Regions from separate parts of the Mus musculus genome. Here region 2 is linked to region 1. Evidence: chromatin contacts called from public promoter capture Hi-C data. All regions are on one chromosome and are shown on one strand. The core of a region is the stretch at or near the end of the contact, and the rest is flanking DNA. Distances in the headings are between cores, read along the strand shown.

Region 1 (4,493 bases), core at 1,397-3,896:
ATATCACTGGAGGTAGACTTCTTTCAAAGGACTCTTCCCCTTTTAAGTTAGCCATCTCTGCTTCCTGTTTGTGGTTAGAGATGTGTACCCAGCTACTGCTCCAGCCAGTATGCCTGCTTCTCATTCCTCTGGAACCATAAACATTATATAACCCTCCCTTCTGCAAGCTGGCTTGGTTTCTCACGGTGACAGAAGAGTAAAGACAGCTACTTCAGTCACAACCTGGATCATCAGCCCTCGAGTGATGATGTCTAAACCAGTTCACTGTGAAAGCCCTAGTACAGAAACAAGCTTCTTCCCATAGAAGAAAGGAGATCCAACTAACGTTCAGATTCTCGTCAAGGCTTTAGGGACAGAGAAGCAAACTCTACTGGCCACACTCCTGTCATTTCTTCAGAGACCTACATCTGTCTCAAATACATTCACAGCTTCCTTATCTTTTCTTATATTTATTTATTTATTTTGGTTTTTTTGAGGCAGGGTTTCTCTGTGTAGCCCTGGCTGTCCTGGAACTCACTCTGTAGACTAGGCTGGCCTCTTCCTTCCAAGGATGTGGCTAAAGGGATGAGGTCCCACTTCATGGCTATTGAGATAGAGTGTTGCTACATAGCATTCACTGGCTGGAACTTGCTATGTAGACCAGGCTGGCTTCAAATTCAGAGATTTGCCGGCCTCTGTCTCCTGAGTGCTGAGATTAAGGGTGTGCACCACCACATGGCCCTGCACTTACTTGCTCCATGGTGTGCATGTGGAACTCAGAAGATAACCTGTAGCAGTCAGTACAGTCTCTTTCTACCATATAGGTTCCAGGAACCAAACCAACATCTTCAGGCTTCATGGTAAGTCATCTGGACAGCTGCCAATGTTACATATTTTTATCTGACCAAGACATTCTACAGCATGAGTCTATCATGTTCCAGTGATTAATGCTTTGTTAGTATTAATCCATACACACTCTAAGATATCTTATAAACCCAGTGACTAAAAACATACCATACATAACAGTGTGGAACCCATCTGAAGACATTATATTGAATCATTGGAAATCCAAGGGTCTGGAGCTGGGTATGGTACACACCCTGTAATGTACCAGGGAAGAAGAGGCAGAAGAGTCGGGACTACAAGTCCATGCGCCTCATACTCAGTGCTGTGGTCAATCCTGAACGACAATTAGTAGGACTTAGAAGCACCATGACAGCAAGTATTTGGTCATATACGTGTTTAATCTTTGTTAGGTTATTTGCGAGAGGAAGACACACCCTTAATGTGGGACATAACATTCTGTGGTCTGAGGTCCCATAATGAATAAAAAGGAGAAAGTGGGCTCAATACAAGCACTCATCAGGGTGGACAGTTCCCTCAAGGCCTTGCTGCCACGACTCCCTGCTACCTTGGACTGTGTGCCCTCAAACTGTGAGCCCAAATAAACTCTTTCTTCCTTTCTCAAGGTGTTTTATCATGGCAAACAGGAAAAAAGAATACTAAAAAAAAAAAAAAAAAAAAAGACTGTCATGAAGTGGGGCTGTTGCCATGATAAACCCAACCATATAGTTCTTACCTGTTTGGAACTGGTTTGTTGGAGGAACATGGAAGAGTTTTGAAACTTTGGGCTAGAAAAGCCTTTGAGTACTACAGGCATAGTTTAGTGGGTCATGCCCGTGGGAACCTGGAGAATAATTCTGAGAGCAATGGGGACAGCAGAGGCCTGGTTCACAAGGTTCCCAGTGAAGAGCCAGTGGGACCATTCATGGGATATTCTGGGAAATAGTCCGCCTGTGTCATAAGAGCCTGAATCTGGTTGAATTTAAAGGCTTGTTGTCTCACTCCAGGCCTCTGCTGACAAAGCATGCCATGGTGGGGAGCACAAGTCACTGAAGAGAGGAGGACTGGCGAGCAGGCAGGAGTTCAAAGCCAACCAGGACTACACAGTGAGACCATCTCAACATTACCCCCTCCCCTCCCATCTAGAATAATATCTGTAGTTTCTGATCTGTATTTAACACACTCAACTGTACAATAAAATATAATTTACTCCCTAGAGAGTTGGTGTGTGTTCCTATGTGGGCTCCTGTGAGGGAAGCTACAAAACATTTCTCTGTCCACTTAGCTACCAACTAGCTGTGACTCCCACAAGCAGCTCACTACACAACTCCAGCACCAGGGGATGCAATGCCTCTGGCCTCTGTGAGCTCCTGTACTCGTGTGCACACACATACACTTCTTTTTGTTTGTTTTGGTTTTTGTTTGTTTGTTTTTGTTTTTTCGAGACAGGGTTTCTCTGTGTAGCTCTGGCTGTCTTGGAACTCACTCTGTAAACCAGGCTGGCCTCAAACTCAGAAATCCACCTGCCTCTGCCTCCCGAGTACTGGGATTAAAGGCCTGAGCCACCATGCCCAGCTACACATACACTTCTTGAACACACATCCTCCACACCCACACTAAAGTGGCCTCTGTTAGTGTAGCACCATCCCTTTTTCATGGGTTGTTTCTTCTGACTCAATGTTACTCAGCAAGGCTGGCGATCCTAACAGCCATTCCCACCTCCTCTGTACACGGCTCCCCTTCCTGTGCAAAGCACCCTCTTCTCACAAGCCAAAATATCTGACTCAGGAAAGGACACGTGGGACCATGAGATTTTCTATGTGCAATGGGGCAAGGCAACCTCTGCCAGAGTAAACATTAGAAACAGAGCCAGTTTCCCTACAGCTTACACAGGATAGTCAGTTTCTTTGCTTAAACTGTGTTGAGTGGGTTCCTAATGATTCCTAGTTAGAGTCCTAGTTATTTTTCTTTGCATACTTTCTAAATTTTAATAAAGATATAGAAAGCATATTTTAAAAACAATTTTAAATTTGAAAGCCATATTCCAAGACAAATGTGAACTGGGAAACCTGGGTAAGATCAATACAATGTCGTATAGCACAACCCAACCCATCGCTTCTCCAGCTCCTGTCCCCACCTCTCCGGCCTTAATCTCTTCTTACTTTACTGCCAGCAGAAAGCAAAAGTCCACATTAGTTTTAACAACTTGTTAGAGCCAGGAATGGTGGCACAATCCCAGTGTAGACTGTAAAGGCAAGAGCCTCAGGAGTTCAAGGTCAGCCTTAGACTACACAGTAGTTTAAAGTCAGCCTGGGGTACAGATGTACTAGCATACTAGGCAGCCAGAGAGCAAGGCTCTCAAAACAAAAACAGAAACAAAAGACCTCCAAAGTTTCTCCAACTAAGCAACTCCCTGTCTTTAGGGTCAAACCCTAAGAAGCAGAAGCTGGGACCCCAGTAGAGGAGTTAAAGGACTGGGGGAGCTGAAGGGGTTTGCAACCCCATAGGAAGAACAACAATACCAACCAACCAACATCCCCGCCCCCTCCCCAGAGCTCCTAGAGACTAAACCACCAACCAAAGAGGACAGATGGAGTGACCCATGGCTCCAGCCACATATGTAGCAGAGGATGGCCTTTTTGGGCATCGATGGGAGGAAAGACCCTTGGTCCTGTGAAAGCTTGATGCCCCAGTGTAGGGGAATGCTAGCTCAGGGAGGCGGGAGTGGGTGGGTGGGGGAGCACCCTCATAGAAGCAGGCAGAGTGGGGATAGGGAGTTTCCGGGCTGGGAAAGGGGATAACATTTAAAATGTAAATAAAGAAAATATCCAAAAAAAAAAAAAAAGAAGCAGAAGCTGTTGGTTAACCAAGTTTGTGATACTTAGGTAAATGTACTGTTCAGGAACACATATATTTATACTTGTGCATATTTAAAATATATAAGATACTAAAAATATATGCACATATACACAGATCCACTCAACAGTGACATCCACCCAACCATTTATTGCTTCTGTTGTTTTCAGTTTTGTTGTGATTAGGTCTTTTTTGTTTTTGTTTTTGTTTTTCAAGACAAGGTTTCTCTGTGTAGCCCTGGCTGTCCTGGAACTCACTCTGTAGACCAGACTGTCCTTGAACTCAGAAATCCACCTACCTCTGCCTCCCAAGTGCTAGGATTAAAGGCGTGAGCCACCACTGCCCAGCGTGACTAGGTCTTATTAGGTAAATCAGACAGGACGCAAACTCGCAGACACCAGTCTGCCTCTGCCTCCCCAGTCCTAGGATTAAAGTGTATGCCATCATACTCAGCCCCACGCAACTTTTAGTTTTTATTGACCAAGCTGCTCAGTCACCACTCTGGAAGTATTTTATTGTTCAGAGCTTCCCAGCATGGCTGTTACAAAGAACCATGCTAAGGAGGCGGAAGAACTGATGATGCTAAGTAGGAAAGAGCATGCAGGCCTGCGCCTGCTCACATCCAAATGGAAACAATGTCTCTGAGGTGTGGCTGACCAGGTCCAGCCTGGCCAGGTTTCCACAGCCCCACCCACATGCTGCGACTCGAGTGATGCTGAAACCCAAAAGGCATGGCAACAGAACCTGTAGAAAATCCAAACTATCATAACCAGCCATCCTACTTGAAGTTAATCTCTTAGAACAGCTAAACTTTT
Region 2 (4,493 bases), core at 1,342-3,841, 1.1 Mb before region 1:
AGAAAATGGAGAATCACTGGCTTCTTGCCCAACAGGCAAACCCTCCTTGGGGTATTAATTGGGACCCCTCTGGCTGTTGGATCCCAATTAATAACTGCATGGGATCTGCAGCACAGGCCTGGAGTACCCGTAGGTCACACAGGTTATTCCTTACCACCCAGTCAGGCAAGGTTAGAAAAGAGCCAGATGTGGAGGACGGTAGGCAGTTCTCTTGGATGCTGGGCTACTCAGGCTGATCTGTCCCACCTCACTGAGGTACCCTTGAAGACTGGGCAAGGTCATGTTATACAAGAACACTCTGCAAGCTACAATGTGCCCCCCACCAAAAAAAAAAAAAAAGCAAGGCATAGTTTGGTTAAAACAATGACAACGATGATGATGACGACGATGACAACGACAACAACAACAACAAACCCAGTCCATTAAAGTGGTCAGTACTCCAGCAAGCAATGCACTGGGCTCCATATTCTTTAGTGTGTCTCCATGTGACTCATTCTCTTCTCACTAGTCAGACACTGGGACATAATTAGGAAGTAAACAGGGATGTGTTTAGAGTAGGAGCAAGCAGGAGGAGTCTAGGCAGGCCAACCAGTGAAGCAGCTGAAGTCCAGCATCTTCACCATAGCATCTGCTTCCTTGGAACTCAATGCAGGGACTGCAGTTTTTCCACTGCAGATGGCAGTGGCTGCTGATGCTGCTGCCCTGCTGTTGCTGCTGCTTCTGCTGCTGCTGTTGCTGATGCCCTGTTGTTGTTGTTGTTGCTGTTGCTGTTGCTGTTGCTGTTGCTGTTGCTGCTGCTGTTGCTGCTGCTTCTGCTGCTGCTGTAGCTGTTGCTGCCTCTGCTGCTGCTGCTGCTGCTGCTGCTAGTGCAGTTCACTGTAAAGGAAGCAAAGGTGTGGATATGGGAAGACTGGAGCATTAAAACTGGTCTGATTTTGAGTGGTGGCTCAGTTGTTAACAGCACTGGCTGCTTTTTCAGAGAACCCGGGTTTAATTTCCAGCATTCACACGGCGGCTCATGTTACTCCAGTTTTAAGTGATCTGATGCCCTCTTCTGGCCTCTGCAGGCACCGGGCATGCATGTGATAAACAGATATACATGCAGGTGAAACATTCATACACCTAAAATAAAAACAAATACATCTGAGAGAGAGAGAAAGAGAAAGGGAGGGTGGCGTTCTGCTCCCCACAGTACACTGAGAGTAAGGGACATTCCTAGAGACAAAACGTTAATTGACCCCCAACCTTCATCTTCCCTTATTCTTCCTATTTAACTGGACACTGGGATAGCTACTGTCTAAAATATGTTCTTTATAAAAGTCTTCCCAGTAGCTATGGCTCATGGAATGGAATGGGGAAGTCCAGTAAAAGTTCTGGGTTGGAGCCAGTACAGAAAGAATGTTGATCTTGTAGACACCGTCTTACCTCTGGCTTTACTTCTGGCCACTTTCCACTTTCTGGCGGCACCAAATGACCACAAGCTCCAGGACCATGGCCTACCAAGTTCAGAAATTCTCAGTCAAGGTTTCAAAGTAGGGTATTTTCTCATTGGGTTAGCTCAGTCATATGCTCATCTCTGAACCAAGCATGTTAAGCTATTAGAAGTTGGATTTGCCAGGCCCAGTCACTCCTGTGTGGGAGGACAGGATCAGCTCCAAGTCACATGGACTGAATGGAGGGGTTCCCTCTCTAGAATCGCGAGGCTTTTGCTATGAGCAGGCTATGGATGCCGGCAGGCCCCTCAAGGGTGTTGGCAGATATTGAAATAGAAAAAGAAATGATTTTCAACTTCTAGGCAGAAGATCTCTAGGGGAAAAAATGTGTCAACGCATTTTTATTTGTTTTCAAATTGTGATCACCAAGTTCCTCAAAATTCCACAAGAAAAATGAATCCAGTAAGCTAATAGTCTCGCATAGTTTTTCACAGTAGGATAGAGCTGCCTTTAAATGATACCCTGCCTGGGGGTTTTGATCTCTGGAGACACGAAGTAAGCAGTAAACAAGTCAGCAGGCAGTTCCAGAGCAGTGCCAGGAGGTGTCGACAAAGAGCTGAGCTGAGCTTCCATAGAGCTCGCTTGCCCAGCGGACTTGCTGCAGATTCCCTAGAGCGGCAGCAAACAAACATTTACTTAGATAAGAAGGATGGGGTCGGAAGAACGTTCAGTGCAGAAGGAACAGTTTTGCCTGAGGGCGATGCGATCTCAGAACCGAAGAACACGGTCTACACCGAAGGCGGGGAAATGTTCTCATCTTCTTCCGCCCGGAGGCGTCTCCAGTGACACCTGTTTCTTTTTGTGGGGTATTTTTTGACTGTAAATCCTCATTCTCTCTCTCTCAATAGCTATTTTCCCTGTTACTTTTTTTTTTTTCTTCAATCTTTTATCCCCTTTCGTTACTTTCGGAGTCCCAAAGAGCAATCGAAGGGCCCTTCTAAGTGCCATCCTATCCGGCTTCTTCCAAGTCCAGAGTTGTTAATAGAAAATATCTGTCCCTCCCAGACCTATTTTGTGGCAATGGCCTTTGTACCAGAACGCCCTCCCCAAACAGCCATCATCCTTCAGGAGGGTCCTCATGTTTTACTCAAGCTGGCCAGCAGATGGCAGGTTCTTCCTAGTAATGCAGGAAGGCTCCGTAGACTCAAAACTGCAGTGATCTACACGGAATCCGGACAGAAAAACGCAGATCCCTGAGTCAGAGGATGGGAAAGAGGCTACTGCCACCGATCCACAGGACTCCACCTACCTCCCCAGCCCCGATCTCTTCCATCAATCTCTATTTCTGGGATTATTTTCAAAGTCAGCAGCAGCTAAATCACTCAGAGCAAATTTATTAAAGCCACTCTGCAGTGGCTGGTTTCAAACTCACTATGTGGTCCAAGCTGGCCTTGAACTTGTAGCTCCAGTTCTAACCTTTCATGTGGCTGGGTATATGTATGGGCCACTATGACTAACAGACAGTTCTCAGAACAAAAGCAGTTTCCACCTATGTGATACTCTGGTGCCAACTCTTCAGACTGTCAAATTCTTACATAGGGCTGGTGGCAAGAGCCTTTACTCACAGCACTTAGGAGGCAAAGGCAGGCAGATCTCTGAGTTTGAGGCTAGCCTGGTCTACAGAGTTCTAGGTCAGCGGGGGCTTGCCAGAAACAAAACAAAACAAAACAAAACTGACGTCCTAACACATTTTATACACATCCCCTTGTCTCATCTAGATAATTTGTGTTAGAAGCAACCTTACAGATTACCAGTCTGAGAGCTGACCTGTCTGTCGTCCATGTGCCTGTGGGCTAGAACAGAAAAAAATGTCATTATTTTTACTAATGGAAATTTAGCATTTTCCCTTTATCATAATGGAGGTAATCAAATACATCATATCCACGACCTTCACGAGGATGGCGGCATCAATGGGCGTTCTCAAATCTCATTTGGTTGCCCCAGTTTTCACAAACCTCACGTGTATTGATGCTTTGGACTCTTGGTGGTCATTAGACCTCCTTCTAGATTATGTTACTTAGAGCGTCAACACAGTAGATTATGTTTCATAATATCCTGCCTTGTTTTTAACATAGCACTCTTTTAGTTTAATTGGTTATCTGTAATTCTACATATCGTGTCTTGGACATTAAAAAAAAGGTTTTGAAAATACACTGGAGAATCAAAGAGGCCCACGGCATGGGAACAGATTAATAACAACATTTATCTGATATAAATAAATAACATTTATTCTGATAGAGGGATCCTCACTCTGGCAGGAGGGGTGTCTGGCTCAGAACCCCATCACTGGCTTTGAACAGACTTGTCTGCACTTTGATCTAAGACAGAAGAAGAAAGGACCAGAGGGACAGGCAAACATCCAATATGGGGGATGTAGCTCTAAGGACCCATGTCCTGCTCCAAGCTTCTTATTCTGTGTCAGCCACCCCTTGTGTCTGTAGCTGGGGGTTGGGCTGGGTGAGGTGAGGTGAGTGTCAGTCAGGGTTCCCTTCTCCAAGGCTAAATAAATAAATAAATAAATAAAGCCAGCCCCCAACTCTGCTCCATGGAGTACATTTTCCAGGGGGCTGCTTAGCCTGCTACTGGGAATTTGCAGACACTGGTCCAGGACCTGGCCTTTTTATGGATAGCGTATCTAGCAGTTGACAAATCTTTTACTTCAGCCATCTTTGGGTTTAGTATTTTTTTAATATTTATTTATTTATTTATTTATTTATTTATTATATGTAAGTACACTGTAGCTGTCTTCAGACACTCCAGAAGAGGGCGTCAGATCTCATTACAGATGGTTGTGAGCCACCATGTGGTTGCTGGGACTTGAACTCAGGACCTTAGCAAGAGCAGTCGATGCTCTTAACCGCTGAGCCATCTCACCAGCCCTGGGTTTAGTATCTTTAGATTAGCAGTATACATTTAGAATTTTTAAAAAAAAATGCTGTGTGTTTTGCACATGGTACCTTATTTATTTATTTATTTATTTATTTATTTATTTATTTATTA

Evidence for each region. Promoter capture Hi-C pulls out the DNA fragments that hold promoters and counts their contacts.
Region 2: a promoter capture Hi-C map of liver shows a contact between it and region 1, with 5 times the contacts expected there. The contact joins two enhancer-like sites. A contact is called at or near these places in 8 of 39 promoter capture datasets (the 3T3-L1 cell line, the C10 cell line, embryonic stem cells and 4 more), 1 of 15 datasets of contacts at CTCF or cohesin (the NIH/3T3 cell line), 1 of 484 Hi-C or Micro-C datasets (cortical neurons) and 3 of 115 datasets of contacts at active chromatin or transcription factors (embryonic stem cells, large pre-B cells and stem cell-derived neural progenitor cells).

The regions. Positions count from the first base shown.
Region 1 is chr8:85,527,239-85,531,731 of GRCm38.p6, reverse strand. Gpt2 (glutamic pyruvate transaminase (alanine aminotransferase) 2) reads right to left here. Exons shown (of 12, transcript NM_173866.4): 12 at 2,830-4,493. Among named protein-coding and RNA genes, the nearest start is that of Dnaja2, 26 kb to the left of the region's middle. Within about 2 kb of position 2,646, at least 41 of the 459 cell types and tissues checked have an H3K27ac peak or open chromatin away from gene starts, as enhancers often do.
Region 2 is chr8:86,583,394-86,587,886 of GRCm38.p6, reverse strand. No RefSeq gene overlaps it. Among named protein-coding and RNA genes, the nearest start is that of Abcc12, 19 kb to the right of the region's middle. Within about 2 kb of position 2,591, at least 93 of the 459 cell types and tissues checked have an H3K27ac peak or open chromatin away from gene starts, as enhancers often do.